Linked DNA regions of Anolis sagrei: region 2 is linked to region 1. The links are chromatin contacts, called in public Hi-C maps. All regions are on one chromosome and are shown on one strand. Each heading gives the region's core, a stretch centred on a gene start, on an enhancer-like site or on the middle of the called end of the contact. The rest is flanking DNA. Distances are from core to core; before and after follow the strand shown. Region 1 holds the start of LOC132776989 (alcohol dehydrogenase class-3). Region 2 holds the start of LOC132776977 (alcohol dehydrogenase 1A).

Region 1 (6,007 bases), core at 340-2,839:
AAAAAGAGAGTTGTATTATTTCGTTTGGAGACTTGGGGGGGGGGGGGGGGAATGCTGTGGCACACATCCACAGATTTCAATTGACCTAGTATAGTTATAGAAAAGATTTTGCTCAAAAAATTATTAAATCAAGGGAACTAATTTTTGGAAAAGGAGAATATATTATTGTGACATTTCAAGATTAGCAGGTGTTGCTAGAGAGACCTGTGCCATTTTAACCAACTCTTGTAAGATCTGTAGCCATATGGTCATATTTTGCATCTTTCTCTATCTTATTACACTGTAATCCCAACATCACAATTATGCAGTAGCTAATTGCAATTGCTGCCCGGTGGCACAGTGGGTTAAACCATTGAGCTGCTGAACTTGCTGACCAAAAGGTTGGCAGCTCAAATCTGTTTAGCAGTTAGTGGAATACAAACAATGGCATGTAGTTTCAGTTGACACAGTTGTGTATGGAACAACACAAAAGTCATAGTGTACGTTTTCTAATATTATACCAAAACATGGGAGGGAAAATGGTAGTTGCAGAAAAGTTCAACTTGCCTGCCCACAAATTAGTTTATTACTAAACAGAACAAGGTACAAACAGGCCTGATGCCCAGTAAAATATTTACTTTCTTCTGTTTCTCTTACTTTTACACTGACCGGATGAATATTGAGCAAAAATATGGAGCAGATCAAAGTAAATGATTTATATATTGTGCATGAAAAGTTTTGAAAATGCACTAAAAGGCGGTTTGAGTCAGAACCTGATATATTATGTTGAATTTATGCCATGTTGAATTTTACAACATGTTTACTAAAGGATGTCTTCAAGCAAGGCAGAGGTCCATAAACGTTTTCAACAAAAGGAAAGGAGACAGGGCAAATGCAAGTTACATAACTTGGAGAAATAGAAACAGCAAGTCTTTAAATTGTCATAGATACACTGGATATGGACATAACTCAAAACCCACTGGAGGAATTGACACCAAATTAATTAAGCTTTTTGATTGAATTGCGATAGCACAGGCCTGGGCAAACTTGGGCCCTCCAGGTGTTTTGGACTTCAACTACCGGCGGTTAGGAATTGTGGAAGTTGAAGTCCAAAACACCTGGAGGGCCCAAGTTTGCCCAGGCCTGCTCCAGCATTTTTGCATATATTCCTGCTCTGTAGCACCATTCCCCCAGGAGAAACTCAGAAGGAAAAAGGCTATAAAGACTGCCTCTGAGCATGAGCAAAGTGGAAAACAGATCCTCCCCCAAAAGTAGAAGAGTTGCATGCAGGCAACTCTCCTTTCCTTTGCAAAACAGCCTTTTAAAAAATATAATGCACAGATTATAATTCAGGGAGCAGCTTCCTCTCTTGCAAAAGTCATGGATTTCTCCCATTCCTCCTTTTAAGGCAACCCTTCCCTATGGCTTCCTTCCCTCAACACTTTCCACCATGCAACCCCTTTCAATGCAGCTCCTTGCAGACTTTTAAGCCCTCCAATGGGTTGCAATGCAAGCACCTACCCCGCTCGCCATGGCCTTCACCAGAAAGAGCCCTTTCTTGGTCTGCCTCTTGCAAGACGCCCCCTTCTGCTGCACTGCGCATGCGTCCTCTTCTGAGCGCCGCCTCCGAAGCAAGGCACCGGCTTCAGTGCCTGCATTCACTGATTTAGGGCGCGAGGGGGCGCTCTTTCCCAAGGGTTCCATTAGAATCAATTCAGCTATCTATCTAATCCATATAAATAAAAATGTAATGCTCGTTTGTGGGATTAACATAATTCAAAAACCACTGGACGGATTGAAACCAAATTTGGACACAATACACCTAATAGGCCAATGGGTATTTATTTATCTATCGTGTCATCAGCAACCATACCATTTTATTTCTAACAGAACAAAACAAACAGATTTAAAAAAACCACAGATTTTGCAAACTTGGTAGTTGATTAAATGTCCTTTGACCAGTATCTGGCTACTTGGAGTGCCTCTGGTGTTGCTGCAAGGAGGTCCTCTATTGTGCATGTGGCAGGGCTCAGGTTGCATTGCAGCAGGTGGTCAGTGGTTTGCTCCTCTCTGCACTCGCATGTCAAGGATTCCACCCTGTAGCCCCATTTCTTAAGATTGGCGCTGCATGTCGTGGTGCCAGAGCACAGTCTGTTCAGCGCCTTCCAAGTCGCCCAGTCTTGTGTGCCCAGGGGGGAGTCTGTCATCTGGTATCACCCATGGATTGAGGTTCTGGGTTTGGGTCTGCCACTTTTGGACTCTCGCTTGCTGAGGTGTTCCAGCCAGGGGCGGCTCGTCCATTACTCAAAGTAAGCAGTCGCAGTACACTTTTTTTTGCCAGGGGCGCAGAGGCGCCTCTGTAAATGCCCCTCGACCGCCACTTGAGGAGCGCCCCCTCGGCTCACAACAGCCCTAGCAGTCGGGGGAAGCCTCAGCAACCCATTACGCAAAGTAAGCATTTGCAGTATAGTTGATTTTGCCCAGGGGCACTCTTGAGGTGCTCTTGGGGGAAAATAGACCTTGACATATGAGAGTTGTAGTTACGGGAATGTATAGTTCACCTACAATCAAAGAACATTCTGAACTCCACCAATGATGGAATTGAACCAAATATGGCTCACAGAACTCCCACGATGAACAGAAAATATATATCAATGATTGGTGGGGGGGGGGGGGGCGCCAAAATACTGTTTGCTTACTGTTGAAAATTACCTAGGGCCGCCTCTGGTTCCAGCAAGTGTCTCTGTAGATCTAAGAAAACTATGTCTTGATTTAAGTCGTTGACGTGCTGGCTGATACCCAAACGGGATGAGCTGGAGATGTCTCTGCCTTGGTCCTTTCACTATTGGCTGCTACTTCCCGGCGGATGTCAGGTGGTGCAATACCGGCCTCCTCGCAGGATTGCAAGACATCCGGCCTTCCCCTGGGCAACGTCTTCGTAGACGGCTGATTCTCTCACCTCAGAAGCAACCAGGCCAATGAGTGACCATCACTCATAAAAACACTGAAAAACACAGCAGAAGAGACTTAAAAAGCCAAAAAACCAAAAATGTATTACAATGCATGCACAAAACTACATATATATGCAAACACACATATATAAACATATACACAAACATAAATACACACATATACACATATATACACACACAAAACACACAAACACACTCACAAAACACTTATACACAGATTGGGCCACAGCAATGTGTGGCAGGGGACGGCTAGTATATAAAAAAATGTAATGTTCGTTTGTGGGATTAACATAACTCAAAACCCACTGGAGGAATTGACACCAAATTTGGACAGAATACGGCTAACAACCCAATGAATGACCATTACTAAAAAAAATAATGATTTTGTCATTTGGGAGTTGTAGTTGCTGGGATTTATAGTTCACCTACAATCAAAGATCATTCTGAACTCCACCAACGATGGAACTGAACCAAATGTGGCACACAGAACTCCCATGCCCAACAGAAAACACTAGAAGGGTTTGGTGGGCATTGACCTTGAGTTTGGGAGTTGTAGTTCACCTACATCCAGAGAGCACTGTGGTCCCAAACATTGATAGACCTGGACCAAACTTGGCACGAATATTGCATATGCCCAAATATGAACACAGATGGGGTTTGGGGGAAATAGACCTTGATATTTGGTAGTTGTAGTTGCTGGGATTTATAGTTCACCTACAATTAAAGAGCATTCTGAACTCCACCAACGATGGAATTGAACCAAATGTGGCACACAGAACTCTGATGACCAACAGAAAACACTAGAAGGGTTTGGTGGCCATTGACCTTACGTTTGGAAGTTGTAGTTCACCTATATGCAGAGTGCACTGTGGACGCAAATAATGATGGATCTGGACCATTCCATATGCCCAAATATGAACACAGATGGGGTTTGCGGGAATCGACTTTGACATTTGGGAGTTGTATTCACAGTTCACCTACAATAAAAGAGCATTCTTAACCCCACCAACGACAGAATTGGGGCAAACTTCCAACACAGATCCCCAATGACCAACAGAAAATACTTAAGGCCAACCAGTCCAACTCCCTTCACAAGGGCAAGAAAACATTATCAAAGCCCTCCTGACAAAGAGCCATCCAGCCATAGATATAGATAGATAAATATGATTCACACACACACATAATATCCTAGATTTGAAAGGGATCCCTAAAGAAGGACAATTATATGTTGCATGTTCCAGAGGAAGCAAACCAGACAATCTCCACATTAACACTGACAAAGAAACAGCAAGAAGTACTGTTTACCCACAAGCAGAAAGACGTTACATATATTTGAAACCAACACTTTCTCATTACTTTATTTTCCAGATCACCAGACTGGGCCACAGCGCGCTTGGCAAGGACGAGAGACAGGGCCTTCTCAGTGGTGGCCCCTCGGCTGTGGAACGCCCTGCCTGCAGATATCAGATCGGCCCCCTCCCTGCTGGTGTTTCGGATGAAAGTGAAGACCTGGCTGTTCAAACAAGCATTTGATTAAACAGTGTAATTGAACATAGGAATACGGAATAATGGATGATGAGAATGGATTCTGATTTTACTGTTGAGGCGCTAATGATTGTTATATGGATGTTTCATGATTTATGTTACAATTATTTTTAATTGCCCTATACTTGTCTCGTGATGTTTTGTATTGATGTTGTTCACCGCTTTGAGTCGCCTGAGGGCTGAGAAAAGCAGTATCTAAATAAAGTAAATAAATAAATAAATATTATTATAAAGTTATTGTTGATACCATATTGTTTTTGTTTACTCTCCTTCTCCACTTACAGAGCTAGTTTACTGTTTTTCTTTGAAATATGGTAAATATTAAAAAACATTTATCTTACTGATGCCTCAATACATGTAATTTTACTGATATCTATGCTTATTTTGAAATTTGCCAGTAGCTGATGTATTTACCACCCTCGGCTTATACTCGAATCAATCAGTTTGTGGTAAAATTAGGTGCCTCGGCTTATAGTCAGGTCGCCTTATAGTCGAGTATATACGGTATTTATTTATACTCGAGTATATACGATATATAGGTATAATACAAACAAATTATTTCCATATTTTTGCTGATTTGAAACAATATGAAAAACATAGCAGGAAAAAAGCGAACATTAGATGGCACTATAACATTGAAGATTATAGTTTTATCACAGCTGCCGGACTGTGGATTTTAAGTTTCTTGTGAATGCTTCCAGATTAAGGGACCTTCCACACAGACATATAAACCAGAATATCAAGGCAGATAGTACACAATAACTGCTTCGAACTGGGTTATCTGAGGGCCCCTGCACACAGCTATATAACCCAGAATATCAAGGTAGAATAACCTATAGTATCTGCTTTGAACTGGAATATCGGAGTCCACACTGCCATATATCCCAGTTTCTGAATCCAGATTATCTTCTTTGAACTGGATCATATGGCAGCGTAGACTCATATAATCCAGTTCAAAGCATAAATTCTGGATTCAAAAACTGGATTATATGGCCATTGATATTTAGGTTTGTAGAATCCTGAAGGAGATACAAACGAGTTTTGTTTTGTTTCTCAGAAACAGTACAATCTGTTCCATCCGACTTGTAAGAAATTCTTGGATTGCAAAAGTCTTCCAAATGGGAGACAACTCAATACAAATAAATCAGATATCTTTGTGGGGGGTCTCCTGAGGCTGTTCAAGAATAACCCACATTATGGCAATAACAAAACAATCCAAAAGGAACAATTAAGGTAAAGGACATGTTCCAGAAGCATTCTCTCCTGACGTTTAGTCCACATCTATGGCAGGCATCCTTAGAGGTTGTGAGGTCTGTTGGAAACTAGACAAGTGAGGCTTATATATCTGTGGAATGTCCAGCGGGGGAGAAAGAACTCTTGTCTGTTGGAGGCACGTGTGAATGTTGCAATTGGCCAGATAATCTGTATATGTATAAATCTACATGGCCGGATAATCTGAGATATCTCTGCCAAAGAGTGTTGATGCCTCATCAAACTACTACTCCTGTGTG
Region 2 (5,955 bases), core at 3,273-5,772, 240 kb after region 1:
ATGATGCCTGCTCTTTGCTAACTGTTGGCCGCAAGCTGTCCATGGTCATAAAACATAGAGAACGTGCAATGAGAGTTATATGACTGTTTAACTAAACACTTTGACTTCTGTCTTTCTCAGTAAAGAAAATAATCTCAGTTGTGTTACTAGGAGTGCAGAAGTTGAAATGTGCAATTAAACAATGTTAGGCCTGCCTCTGCTCAGTTACTTGTGTGTTTACATATACATGCTATAAACTGTTGTATGACGATATCCTTCAAGGATCCTGGTATTATTTATTTGCAGTGTTGCTTAGTTGCTTCCAAGTGCTTCCAAGTGCAGAAAGAAAAGCTATAGAATACAGCTTTCATGTCTGCAGGGGATATGTTCTCAGACTTCTTGTGGATACGTGAAACTGTGCTTTAGAGAAACCTATTCAAAGGAAGGACTTCTTGCCAGAAGAATACAAGAGGGTCATTCTGGAGGATCTAGAGCAGGGGTCCTCAAACTACGGCCCGTGGGCCACTTCCGGCCAACCAAGGGCACTTATCTGGCCCGCGGAGGAGGAGTGCTCCCCCCACACAGTGCCCCTCCCTTGGCTGGCTCACGCTATCCGTCAGGCCCGATGGGCAGCATGAGCCAGCCAAGGTCAGCTGCTCCACGTGGCCTACCCGTGCGTAAAGCACCTCGCGAGGTGCTTTACGCAAAAGTAGATAGCGCGGTGCTGCTCCTCCCTTGGCAGGCTCATGCTATCCGTCAGGTCCGATGGGCAGCATGAGCCAGCCAAGGGAGGCTGCTCCGCGTGGCCTACTCACATGTAAAGCACCACGTGAGGTGCTTTACGCGAAAGTAGGCCGCGCGGTGCTGCTCCTCCCTTGGCAGGCTCATGCTATCCGTCAGGCCCGATGGGCAGCGTGAGCCAGCCAAGGGAGGCTGCCCCGGCGCTCCATGCAGTCATGCCAGCCACATGACCTTGGAGGTGCCTACGGACAACGCCAGCTCTTTGACTTAGAAATGCAGATGAGCACCACACCCCAGAGTCAGACACGACTGGACTTCATGTCAGAGGAAAACCTTTAACTAGGAAAATTGTGGAAGATCCAGGGTGGGAGAAAGAACTCTTGTCTGTTGGAGGTAGGTATGAATGTTTCAATTGGCCACCTTGATTACCATTTCATAGCCTGACAGTTTTTAGGGAGAATCCTTTGTTGAGAGGTGATTAGCTGGCCCTGATTGTTTCTTGTCTGGAGTTCCCCTGTGTTTGAGTGTTGTTCTTTATTTACAGTTATAATTTTAGAGTTTTTTTTAATACTGGTAGCCAGATTTTGTTCAGACTAGAAATAGGAAGATTTCCCATTCCCTGCTCCTGGAATTACTGCCTAAAGAGGGCTAGAAAGAACCCCCTCCCTCTAAGGGCCCTTCCACACAGCAAAATAAGATATGTGCAATGTGCATAGTATTTTTTAATTGATTTTTTTTAAAAAAAAAAACTATAGTCCAGCCCTCCAACGGTCTGAGGGACAGTGAACTGGCCCCCGGTTTAAAAAGTTTGAGGACCCCTGATCTAGAGAATGCCTTCAGCAGACATATTTTGTCAGCCATGGATAAATGACATTGCGGATATTAGTCCTGTGGATATGGGGTTCATGCTGTCTTTAAAGAATGGTCTCACATTTGCTTTCTGGATACTCAATGAAGAGGATCAAATTCTGTTAATCTGATGACATTCTGCATGACAATACAAATTACTATTTTATAGATTACAGAATTACAGAATTGTAAGTACAGATTATGAATTTGCTGAAAGAAGTTAATGAAGATAGAGTCTGTCCTAGGACCCCTTTTCAAATTGACCATAAAATGGTCACAAGAAAGCCCTGAGATGATATAGGTGCTACTTTACTCTATGCAATTTATGTCACTATAAGTCCACTTTAACAGCTATGGCTACCTCCTATGTAATTGTGGGATTTGAAGTTTAGAGAAGAGCTATAACACTCTATTTGAGAATTTTAAATACTCCAGAAAATCTATGATTAGGCTTTTTGTCATAACATCAGCATTTCTAAACCTGGGGGGGGGGCACAAGGGGGGTCACAAGGGGTCTTAGGAACCCCTTTGGTACAGAAGGCTGAAGATCTCTCCGCCTGTCCTTCTCTTCCTTTTTGGAAACAGATGGCTAAACCTCACACCAAAAACCCTCCTCCGCTGTGATTGACTGGTCCCTCAACCCACCTCTCAGCCAAGAGGAGGGCTGTTTCTGAGGCAGGGAAGGGAGAGCAGGTGAGTTCAGTGCATGGCAGCATGGTGCACATGTGAGGGCGAGAGAGAGTGTGTGAGGTGAGAGGGAGGCTTGTGCCAGCAAGTCCCTTCAAGACATGGGGGTTCTGTGTGGGAAGACTAGCCCAATTCTATCATTGGTGGGGTTTAGAATGTTCTTTGATGGTAGATGAACTATAAATCCCAGCAACTACACCACCCAAATGTCTAGGCCTATTTTCCCCAAACTCCGCCATGATTATTGTGAGTGGTTAGTATTTATTTGGGATTCTAATTTTGATTCTGGGTGAATTTGTCTTGTTTAGTAGAAGAATGCAGGGTTAATCTCTTGACTCAAACAATGAAGGGTGTTGGCAAAAAATGGTAACCCTATCAGTTTGGAAGAGACCTTGGCTGGTTTTGCAATGCTCTATAGTCCCATTCAAGTTCCAACTATTTGGAGAATTTAGAGGTGGAGAGAGTTCAATCTCAATGTGACCACTCCAGGCCTCCCTTCCCTAGAAGGCATTTCAGCTTAAATAGGTTAGCATAGAAAACTGACAGTAAAGGATTTCCAAATCTTAACGAATATAGCATTTTGCATTATGCATTTATATTGTCACTCACTGAACCATAGCCACACAGCTCTCCATGGCTTCATTCGTGAAGGAAAACCAAAGCTCAGAAGTGTTACAACTTCCAGCAGCCCTCAGCCAGCAATGTTTATGTTGATATGGAGAGCCAAGGAGTTGTGGTTCAAAACCTTTATTTTTCTAATCTCTGCTTTGAATTTGTACACATGGATTTCATGCCTCTACTTGGGAATAAAACCCTGATGCTGAATTCTCTTTCCATAACTATTGATCCTAGCATCACTTCCTAATATATTTCTAAAACTGATTTGTAAAGTGGATTTTTTAATTTTAAAAATGATGCAATTGTTTTAAAAGTGATACTTTTCTAGGTTTTCTTTGTGTGTGTATGTCAGAAATGGTTTGAGAAACTGCAGGTTGCTTCTGATCTGCAAGGACATTGCCCAGGGGATGCCCGGATGTGTTACCATCCTGTTGGTAGGCTTCTCTCATGTCCCTGCCTGAGAAGCTGGAGCTGACAGATGGGAACTCACCCCATCTCGCAGGTTCAAAACGCCAACCTTCAGGTCAACAGTTCAACTGGTGCAATGGTACCACCGTGGCTCCTTTTCTAGGTGTATTTAATATTTAGAAGTAAACCAGAATGATAAAATCTTAACAAATTAGCTCATGTTCTGATTTTAAATCATAATGAAAAGTGAGAGATATTTGGCAGTCATAAGTAATTTATGGCTTTAATGTTATCTGGAAAAGACAAGTATTGCCAAATCTGATTGCTTCCAGATGGAATGGGCTGAATGAGCGAAGCATATGTTTAACTCTTCAGCTGAAGAATATGGTAGGCTGGTTTCTATCCGATTTGGACCTTTAAAAAAACACTTCACTTTTGCAAAGAAAGTTTCATTGTACTATGTGCTTGCTTGCCACGTTTCACATCAGTACATTTCTTCTCACTTATAGAGCATACTCTATGAAGATTGTTCATCTGCTAACTGTATTTTCCTTTTTCTATGCTGAGTTTTGGCTATATTAGAATTTGCTATCTCCAGTGCAATTAATTTTACTGACAATTAGCAAATAAATGCATCAAGTTGACTTTTAAGACTTATTTCTAATATTCCTTTTTTCATGTCAGGAGAGACTTGAGAAACTACAAATCATTCTGGTGTGAGAGAATTGACTGTCTTCAAGGACGTTGCCCAGGGGATGGTCAGATGTTTGATATTTTACCATCCTTGTGAGAGGCTTCTCTCATGTCCTTGCATGGGGAGCTGGAACTGACAGAGGGAGCTCATCCGTGCTCTCCCCGGATTCAAACCTACGACCTGTTGGTCTTCAGTCCTACCAGCACACGGGTTTAACCCATTGCGCCACCAGGGCTCATCACCATATAACTGAATCTTAATTTTCTAGTAGAAATGGAAATGAGCAATCAGGGCTTGAGCATGCTGGCTGTAACATTCTGGGAATTGTGGTCTAGAAAAGTAACTTTCCCAAAAAGAAGCATGCAACTCGGTACTTACTTTGCCAGCAGTACTCATAGTGTTTCTTCCTTGGTTTTGCAGATTCTGTTCTTCTTTTCTTTCTGGCTTTGGGAAGCCAATAATCTAAATAATCTTCACTGTTCAATGGATGTTGGCCAGGTTGCTAATCGGTGTTCCAGCTCCAACTGCACAAACAGACCTTGGTGCTTTTTAAGCAAACCCACTGATTTCCAAGTCCCACCCTTGAATCCAGAAAGGAAATACGTCAACTGAATCTCCATTCCTCACTCCAGGCAACAGTTTAGTATCACACGGATACTGCAAAAGGGTTGACACTCTGTGCCAGCTTTGGATGTGTTTACTAGAAGCTTGAAAGGAAGATAAATCAAATGTATCTCCATCATGGCTATGGAAGCTGGAAAAGATCTCTAAAACTGGCCCTGATATTAGGCAGAATAAGGTCGTGAAAGGACAGAAAATAGTTATTTCAATTTTTGATAGTATTTTTATTCTCCAAGAAAGTCCAAAAGTTATTTATGAGATCTTTTTGTCACAAGAGCTAAAAACAAGACAGCCAGCCTATAGTTCTATCTACCAACATTTTGGGTGGGCAGCATTTGTAAAATGCCTTGGGTTCGCCTTGGAAACAGTTTCTGCTGCCAGAAAACACAGCCAAGGCTTGTCAAACAAAGAAAACCTTGCCTCAAGTTGTTGGTTGTGACAGGCCTTTTGTGAATTACACTCAAACCAAGAGATGTTGGTAAAACAAGAAATGGAGGAATCAAATCTTTCTCTGATGATCCACTTACACATCTGCATGGAGCTCTTGTTATTTTATATCCTATCTGTCTCCCAAGACAGTAACCCCAGGAAGCTCATAGATACAATTTGAAACAGATTGTATAATATTCAAAGACAACCCTATTAAAAGCAATGTAAGAAAATATTAAAAGTATTGAGCCTTAAAAACTGATTTCCTAGCAGCCAGTGTAGTGCCAAAAGCCAAGATGATTAGAAAGGTATTAACCTTAACCATCTTTGCCATTTGCTGAAAGGGATTCCCACTAGGGTTTCTAATAGGGTGTAGTGGTTGGAACATTGATCCATGGCTCTGTAAACTAGAGTATGAATCCCTCTTTCCTATGGAAACCCACTGGATGATCTTATGCAAGTCGCACTCCGCCTCAGAAAACTCCATGGTAGAGTTGCCTTAGGGCTGCCATAAACCTAAGCATACAACAACATCAGCCATCTCTATTGGAAACTTTGTCCCTTACAAGACTGGCAGGAGTCCCTTACTGTCAGGGAAGTCCAATCTTTGATGGTTGGAAAGCTTTTCCATTTACAGGTAGATACTAAACAAGATGCCCAACAATCCTATATTTTGGGCAAGAGCCCAGATAAAGAGGTACGCATCATGTAATGTATGAATGTGGACAATATATTAATTGTATAGAAAAATACATGGCCAAGTTAACACTTTAATTTGGAATTTTGGTAAAACACAAACATGTTAATGACTGTGTCCCAATTGTTGGCCCTCTGCATCATAAATTTCAAGTGCCCCTTATTGCTGTTTGGAAACCTGGCAACCCTAATTCCTGCTCACATTAGAATTTAACTAGGAGGTGAGTTATTAA

The links. Hi-C and Micro-C count contacts between places; a contact is called where the count stands out from the background.
Region 2: a Hi-C map of mixed tissue shows a contact between it and region 1, with 6 times the contacts expected there. The contact joins the promoter of LOC132776977 here to the promoter of LOC132776989 in region 1. A contact is called at or near these places in 2 of 2 Hi-C or Micro-C datasets (both in mixed tissue).

Annotation. Positions count from the first base shown.
Region 1 is chr5:26,105,993-26,111,999 of rAnoSag1.mat, forward strand. LOC132776989 (alcohol dehydrogenase class-3) reads right to left here and starts at 1,590. Exons shown (of 9, transcript XM_060779199.2): 1 at 1,501-1,590. The coding sequence starts at 1,512.
Region 2 is chr5:26,340,138-26,346,092 of rAnoSag1.mat, forward strand. LOC132776977 (alcohol dehydrogenase 1A) reads right to left here and starts at 4,523. Exons shown (of 9, transcript XM_060779183.2): 1 at 4,355-4,523. The coding sequence starts at 4,372.